Regions from separate parts of the Oryzias latipes genome. Here region 2 is linked to region 1. The links are chromatin contacts, called in public Hi-C maps. All regions are on one chromosome and are shown on one strand. Each heading gives the region's core, a stretch centred on a gene start, on an enhancer-like site or on the middle of the called end of the contact. The rest is flanking DNA. Distances are from core to core; before and after follow the strand shown. Region 1 holds the start of LOC101170047 (pituitary tumor-transforming gene 1 protein-interacting protein). Region 2 holds the start of LOC101171690 (E3 ubiquitin-protein ligase znrf2).

Region 1 (4,010 bases), core at 1,372-3,871:
CACTGTCACTTTCACGTGTTTCTTCCATCTGCCGACGGCGTCGCCGTTTCTCATTTCACCCGTTTTTGTGCGTACGCCTGGGTCAGAGCTTGCGTGGAGGACCGCACATTTTCCCGTCAAGTTTGCTTTTTATAAATCTCAACTATTGCGTAGAGAGTGGCGTACGCCTTCTTTTGTGCGTACGCAACGTTTATAAATGAGGCCCCAGGACAGCCTCCCATTCAGCCAGCAGTCAGTAGAAAAGAAAACATGTGGAAACGCTGAAGATTTGGAAAGAAAACATTACTCAAAACGAAAAAGCAGAAGTGATCAGACACACATCTCTATAAATCCACTGTTGTCTGAGACCTTTGAGCTCTGTGGACTTCTGTGTTGTAAATGTGACCCGGATGATTCAGCTGCAGGTGGATGAAAGGACAGACGGCTATGTCACCCAGCAGACGTCCAGCGAATGAAAACTATTACTGTGTTTGCATCATTAGCAAATTATTAACACGGATTCGCTTATGAGGCTTGAAACGTCGGCCACGCCTCTGTGTGTGTGTGTGTGTGTGTGTGTGTGTGTGTGTGGGTTCATGTCAGAGAACCCTCCCTAAAGGTCGTGTCACACAGCCTCTATACAGTTTGGGCATTTTCCAAGAATGAAATCTCAGTCTTTGGTGATACACGTGTGATCTGTGTAATACCACAGATGTCCACCGGGGGTTTCAGCGTGAATTCTGTTTTTGAGATGATCAGAATGTTGGGTGTGTTAAGAATTATGCACTTGGTGTGTACTTTCTATAGTTTACACACAATTGTTAGGTAAATCTTGTCCGTCACTTTTGCGAGATGCATTAACAAATTTGTGGCTTTGCATGTAACGCCGATGTATAACAATGATATCGCACACACAGCGCACATATAAAATTCAAATGACTTATACCATGGTCAGGGTGAAAACTTGTCTCTATGTGGCTGCTGGGCGTGGATTACAGAGTGATAATGTACAACTAAAAAAGAGTCACATAGCTTAAATGTTCTATATCACTGAGCTGGATTGACATGTTCTTTGCGTGGTTTATTCGTACTTCTTCTGTGGTTTTATCCGTGCAATAAGCACAAATAATACGTAGTGGCTGTGTGACACAGCCTGAACATGACAGCAGAAAACCAGTGGTTTCCTCTGAAAGGGGGCCCTCTTCCACCTGATGGAGGCGAGTCCCCAGTTCCAGGCTGGACCCTTCTGCTTCTCAAAGCTGACGTTCCTCTGAGCTCCTGATCAGCTCCCCCATGAGCAAAATGGAACAGAGCCGGTGCATCTTCAGTGGATTGAGCACAACATCTACTTCCTGGTTTCAGTTCTGCTGCAGAAGAAGGAATAACAGCGAGGCGGATAACTCACACCAGCACACGCCCCAGCGCGCCTCGGCCAGCGGGCAGAGCGAAGGTGGCGGCAGCAACCAGGTGACGGGGTAGTCGCTGCAGTTCTTGGTAGTGATGCACCACAGACACTGTAGACACAAAGGACACAACAGCTGCCTGAATGCTGTGGTCTCAACGGGATCTGAACCTGCAACCTCTTCATGGTTGAGGTCATATGTGGGGAAGAGCAATACAAACGTGACTATTATGGGATATGAAGGAAGATTGCCTAATGTTTTCTACAAATCTTTTGTAATATCTTTGCAAAGTCAGACTAGAATTTGTTTTAATAACTTTTCCTCCAAAATGCTCAGAAGCTACAAAAATATCTATTTTTAGATATATTTTGAACAGGCAGAGAAATCAGACACATTCATGGTTTTGAGCACGTCATCTGGTACCGTGACCGTACTCCTGTTCCTTCTGGGTTTGAGCTCATCCAGCCGCTTTCTGACTCCAGGTGACCGCCTAAATTCTGTTCAAAACTTACTTGGAACATAAACAACCTATATAATCAAATGCTTCTCTACTTATGTGATGTCACTGCTGTTGATTTTTTTTCTTCATTTTTCTATAAAAACAAGAAATCAGAAGAAGAGAAACCAGCCCTGAATGTTTGGACTACAACAGGGGGGGCGGGGTCTGGCCCCGGAGCGCATGTTAGGGCTTACCAGCAGCAGAGGAGCATGCTGGGAAAAGCTGGAGCGCCACACCTGTGCTTACCTTTGCATGCGGGACGCAGCTGTCGCAGCTTTTGAAGGTTGAGCAGGCTGAAAGAGAAAAACATGGTGGACAGAGTGAAAAGAAGAACCTAAAAGTCCTGCTGAGATCAAATACAGCAAAAGTTCACAGAGGGTCAGAGGGGGAGGGGCCCGCAGATATGACGTACTTCAAAAACAGCGCCGTGACTTCCCCATCACAGCAGAATTGAACACAAACGAAGCCAACCAAAACAGCTTTTGGGGGAAAAGACCGAGCCGACAGTTACAGAACCCCGAACTTACGGACTGGCGGCGTCGGTGTTGGCTGACATTCTCCCACGCTAACGAGCGCGACGGCGAGCACGAGCGCTGCGGTGACACGCGCACAGGCCTGTCCTGACATCCTGAAGGCAGAGGAGGAAAGTAAAATCAAGAAAACTACCTAGGGGCTCATGAACAACAACCTCCGCTGTTTCTGTTGAGCTCTGACGCTAATGACGTCACGTCCTGGATGGGCAGGGCAAACGCGTTACCCGTCTATGAACATCCCGTGCGGGCGGAGTCAGACATGCGCGCACAGCTACACCTTTTTACGAAAAAAAAATAAAAAACGTCAAAGAAAAAAAATACTTTCAATTTTAACAATTTTCTCTCAAGAAAACTGCTGAAAAAGCCGGATGATAATTGAATTAAAACCAAAAACATGATTGACAACTTATAATACAAATTTGAAAACAAAAACTGTAATGGGAGCTGCAGCTGGATGCAGACAAGCATATGAGCAGGGGTCAAAAGGACAAGGTCAAAACAAAAGATAGTACCAAATCTACCTTATTTTTACTTTTGTTTTCCAAAAGTTTTTTGGGGGGCGGGGGTTCTGGAAATTTTCATTTTGATTTGGGAGGACCGCTCTGGCCCTGGCGTTTAGTGAGCCTGCCATGGTGCTTTAGAAATGTCATACCCCTTGAGACCTGATCCCTTTTTTAGTTCTCTTTTCATTGCCCCAGTTAAGCAGATTTAACTACCCAAATGTGGTGTCCATGCATGTGGACGCCAGGTCTGAAGTGGTTAAAATAAAGAATTCCATATTCTATATAAAAAGAAACAAATACATGGTTTAATTGATGTGAGCTAGTCATGAATGCTCATCATCATATTTATGCTACAACAACGGTTTCAAAGAATGTCATAATTTATGTCTCAGAACTTTTTAATGGAGATGTGAATCCCATCTGATCAAAAATGTTTATTAGTTATGAAGATACTAAAGCTGAAGTCACAAAACGTTTTCCACATGACTAATTATCACCTGTTATTATTACAACTGTTCTTGCTTGATTGTTAAAGCTACTTTACAGATGTGCTCCCATTAAGGGTTAAATCCTAAAATAAGGTTAATAAAATAAAAATAGGAAAAAAACTTGATCCATTTATTTATCAAATGTGTTCTTTTTAAAATATGTCTATGAAGACTCTCATTCATCCAAGTTGGATCCATTGTAGTAGGTTTAGGGGCTGTCATCTGGACTTGGTTTTAAAGTTAGAAGACGTTTCACCTTTTCACTTTTTTAAAAATATGTTACTAAGGTATCGGATTGGGACTTGGTATCGGTAAATACTCAAAATCACATCACTTGGAATCAGATCAGGCCAAAAGAAAACTTATCAGGAAATCCTTAGCTGTGGAGAAAAAAAAAAAGAAAAGGCCAGAAGACCGCACTAACAAAATATGACCAGCAGAGGGAGACAGAGGAGAAGGGCCCTGTCAAGAAATGACACTCTCTTCTTAGCTCGCAAAAATGTTTCAATGCGTTTCCTTTGCTGATCCTTCTAATGTCATCGTGATCAGCAGACATCTCATTCAACAGAATGTGGAAAAGCTGGTGTTGTAAACTGGAGGTGCAA
Region 2 (4,445 bases), core at 287-2,786, 270 kb before region 1:
TATAGCGCTTTTAAGCTTCCTCGAAGACCCAAAAAGCGTTTTACAGTCACAGACCCAACGCTGGCGCCAACCTTCCACCGGGGGCAAGGTGGGGTTCTTGCCCAAGGACACTTTGACACATGGGCTGGCAAGGCGGGGAATCGAACCTGCAATATTCCAATCAGAGGTCGACCGCCCTAGCTCTGCACCACGGCCGCCCACTTCATGAAAACATAAATGGAAATCTACTTTTATGCATCAAGATTTTTTTTTACAAAAAAGGTTATAGGATATGAAATAAAGTGATGGAATCAGATCCAACTTTGTTTTCATCTGTGCAGGACTGTCAGTTTGGTTTAGGGTTTATATTTTCCTGTTTCTCTTTAGCTTTGATTAAATAATCTCTGCTCACATCCACACCACTCACTGTGTTTGGACAAATAATGTTGATTGGAGTCCTGACCTCATCTCCAAGAGGGAAGATGCATTGGTAAACTTGGCAATGTGACACAAAAAAAGAGAGAAGAAAGTTGTTTGTCTTTAAAAAAAAAATCTATTGATTTTATAAACCAATGACTCCTAAGAAGACCTCGCTCGGATGGCCGGATGTTCGCCTCGTGCTGTCACTGTGGGGTCACCGGATCGGTTCGGCTCTCTTACCTCCGAACAGACGGGGCGAGAGGTGTGCTGGTAGGGATCCAATCAGCAGCGGAGGACCGGCCCCATCCGAGCGCTCCCCGCCCGCCGCCTCCTCCGGGCTGCTGCCGCCGGACTCCGGTGAGCTGGGGGCTCCGCCGCTGTTTGGGATATTGATGCCGGACTGGGGTCTCAAATCGACAAACCCCCCCAAAGTCCGGACAGTGGCTCCGTGAGGCTGGCTAGTGCTGGACCCAGCACCGGAAGCCCTGGGCGCGTGGTACCGCACACCCACGGCGGGGTTGCGCCCAGCGGTGCTGCTGCTGCTGGTCCCGGACGTGGAGGAGGGCAGGTCCGAGCCAGAGTAGGCTCTGGTCCGTCCGTTAGCAGCTGGGTTGGCAGTGGGACTGCTCTGCTTTGCCCCCATGCTTTGCCTCCCTGCTGACTCGCTTATGAAATGACTGCGGGACGGTCACGGAGCGCCAGACTTCCGCCCGAGGCAGCTGGTATGTTCGCCGGGGCAGGCGTCCGTCCGTGAGGCTAAACAAACTCTTCGCTATGATCCCATCCAGATTAGCACGTAGCCTTTCGGTGAAAAGTTAAAAAGGTCAGCCGTGACAAGAGCCGCAGACGTGGGAAGTTCAGACGCGGACAGCGTGGGGCTCTGAGCTCGGCTGTCGTGGTCGTGATGCGGGTATCCTGCGTGTCCTCCTCGGATGAGCCGCCGCGGCGGACCCGCTGCCCTTCGGCCGCTGGCGTCTCTGTCCCCGGTCCGCCATGGCTCCGCCTGGCCAGGCCCGGCGCAGTCTCTGTCCCTGTCGGTTTAAAAGAGGGAAGTAAGGCAGCGAGTCTAGATCCAAACTGTTTACCGCGTGAGGCTGAACACCCAGGAGCGCGTGCTACTGATAGGGACTTCCGCTTTGAGCCTTCAAAATAAAATCGCGCCTGTGAACAAAAACCGCTTAACAGCTTTGTGGCCTGAAAACTCGATTTCATTAACCTCAGTGGGTTGTAGCACCTTAGTTAAACTTACTAAATAACTTTTATTTAATTTTCATCTATTTCATTCATTCATTCATCTTCTGAACCAGTTTTATCCCTTTCGGGATCATGGCCACGGGGCTGCTGGAGCCTATCCCGGTCACTCGTGGGCGAAGGCAGGGGACATCAGGTCGTCAGTCTGTCGCAGGGTCACAAATCACACACCCATACACACTCACATTCACACCAGTAACTTTATTGAATATAGATGATTTATTAAAATAGCTTACCGAGCTTTTGCTTATTTACTTTGTAAAGCATACGTCCTGCTATGGCTCACAATAGATCCACAGCTTTCTGCTTTTAACATGTACTCAAGTTTCCTTGTTTACTATGATAACACTGAGTGTATAGAGACATTTGGACGTTTCTATCATTTTAATTCATTATTGAAAATATTTTTTTCTGTTTCAAATGTTTCATTCAATACTGTTTCTTAATATTCAAGTTGTTTTTTCTTCTTTTTGTTTTACCAGTTAGCCCACCCCTTTATTCTTGCTTGAGTCATCAAGAATATTCTTTTTTACTTGAGTAACATTATTCTAAAATTGTTTTACTAAACTGCAACTTTTGGCACCTTAACCCACCTAAGATTTATGTAGAGAAAAGCTCCAGCGCCACCAAAGTGAACAATATCCTTTGTCATATTAGCAGAGATGAAGAAGTTAACATTTTTGCAACTCTATGGATTTGCTCACAGCTGTCAGTCCATACCAAACTGCACTACTACTACTTTGGCATGGGGAGGAGGGGCAATGTTTCCCCAAAAGCCGGGACTGTCCTCCCAAATGTGACGCCATGCAAACGGTCCAAATTTAAAAAATGAGAGTTCTTCTCAACCATTTTGGACATAGCCATTGTAGAGATGAAGACAAGAGTTTCCAAAGGAATCTCGACCTCATGAAAGCAGTTATTTGTTTTCAACTTCAATCTCCCTCTTTTCTGGATGTTTCCATTTTAATTCATCTGCAGAAAAAGGTAGGAAGTGACAGTGACAACATTTCGAACAAGATTCTTGTCACAAAAATAATGTTGGAAAAAGATTTCAAATGGACTCATGCTGACGGCAATGTAGAGTTTGTGTCATGATCAGAACACGAGACGGACCCAGATGCTGAAACCCTGAAGGTAAGTGGTTGGTAAGTAGAAAGTTTATTTTCTTTGCTGGTCCAAGCAGTGTTGTGGGTAGGCGTGGCTGGAGCTCTTGGTGAGTGGCGTTGCTGGAGCTCTTGAGGAGCATGGAAGCCGAGGCTCTTGAAGGTGGGAGGCATCAGCGTGAGTGGAATGAAGCTGCTGCTCGAGGTGGTGTCAGACTCAGGTGACTCTCGTGGCATGAGATAAACCTGAGGCACAGAAGAAAAGGCAAGGTTAGCGAGGTACGAGGCAAGGGGAGCCAGATGTAGAGCTTAGCGAGACTAGGCACCATCAGGGTTAACGAACTGGCGAAGAATGCTGGACCTGGGTCTCCTTATGTAGAGCAGGTGGCTGATGAGATGAGTAGTCACAGCTGGTGAGTCTGGAGCAGAGCTGGGAGGGGGAGGTGTCTGACAGAGGCACCATGACAGTTTGTAGACCTTGCCACTATTGGCAGATATTTACATGGGTATAAGAATGCCTTCTTCAGGTCCATTGTATGTTTGTGACCTCCAATATGATTGGTGTGTCATCTGGATTATGTCATGTGAAAGCTCTTACTCTACTCTGTCTCGAGTTCTTACCCCCTTCCGCTACACCATGCAACATGAAAGAAAACAGATTAAGGTATTTTAGCTCATCAGAAGGCCATAACAAGAAGCCTGGATTTGGATCTATTTGTTAGGACTTTTGCACAAAAAACAGACGACTAATGCTGTAATGACTGATAAAAGCCATGCTAATGTCCATTCAAACTGACACACTTGGGGGGACTTCCCCAACACACTTACCCGCTGACATGCCAAAGTCCTGTTGTTCATCAGCAACTTAAATGTCCAGTCCTTGAAGCTCTGTGTGTTACTCAGAAGTCACAGTCTCTTTCTGAACTTTTGGGTCGCAGTTGATCACTGTGTCATCTGAAAACCTTGTCCATCTCACATTCTCTGACCCAAACGATACATGATCTTTTTGTTGTGTGATCACCCTAAAAATCCACTTGAGAGCTAGTACAGAGGAGTCACTAAAGTACACAGGTTGATCATGATAGAGCCTTTGCTGGTATTGTATTTCCCTCACGGCCTCTGTGATATTAGGCTTGATAAAATGCAATCGAGTTTGACCATGTCGATCAGAAAGAGGTCAGCTGGTGGAACGCAATATTGCAGGGGAAAACATGGATAGCTCGTCCTCCAAATCAAGGCCTAAGTTCCAGAACTTCTTCAACCCTTCTTTCAGTGTGCAATTCTCTCTGTGCCAACCTAATTGTGGATGGATGATTTGGAGCACTGGTGGAATGTTGTATTCCATTTTTTGTGATGAAGGTTTGGAACTCTTGACATGACGGTTGTGGCATTATCAGACACAATGTATTCAGGGAGAGCATTTGCTGCAAACAGTCTCCTCTTTCTTGTGATGGTGGCTTGAGAGTTTTTTTCTGTCATTCTGAAGATTTCCATCCATTTGGAATGTACATCAACTAAAATTAGAAAACAATTGTTCATGAATGGTCCAGCAAAGTCCATGTGAAGATGCTTCCAGCACTCTCCTGGAAACTGCCATTGAAATAGTGGTGACTGTGACAACATCCTTTGTTTCACCTGACAGATCTCACTCTTTCTGCAGACCTTCTCAACATCATTGTCCAACTTAGGCCA

What was found. Hi-C and Micro-C count contacts between places; a contact is called where the count stands out from the background.
Region 2: a contact with region 1 is called in a Hi-C map of embryo, with 2.6 times the contacts expected there. The contact joins the promoter of LOC101171690 here to the promoter of LOC101170047 in region 1. A contact is called at or near these places in 2 of 5 Hi-C or Micro-C datasets (embryo and gastrula embryo).

Annotation. Positions count from the first base shown.
Region 1 is chr16:8,565,444-8,569,453 of ASM223467v1, reverse strand. LOC101170047 (pituitary tumor-transforming gene 1 protein-interacting protein) reads right to left here and starts at 2,621. Exons shown (of 7, transcript XM_023964323.1): 1 at 2,409-2,621; 2 at 2,128-2,174; 3 at 1,385-1,493. The coding sequence starts at 2,508.
Region 2 is chr16:8,831,550-8,835,994 of ASM223467v1, reverse strand. It overlaps LOC101171690 (E3 ubiquitin-protein ligase znrf2), which reads right to left and starts at 1,536. Exons shown (of 5, transcript XM_023964184.1): 1 at 640-1,536. The coding sequence starts at 1,042.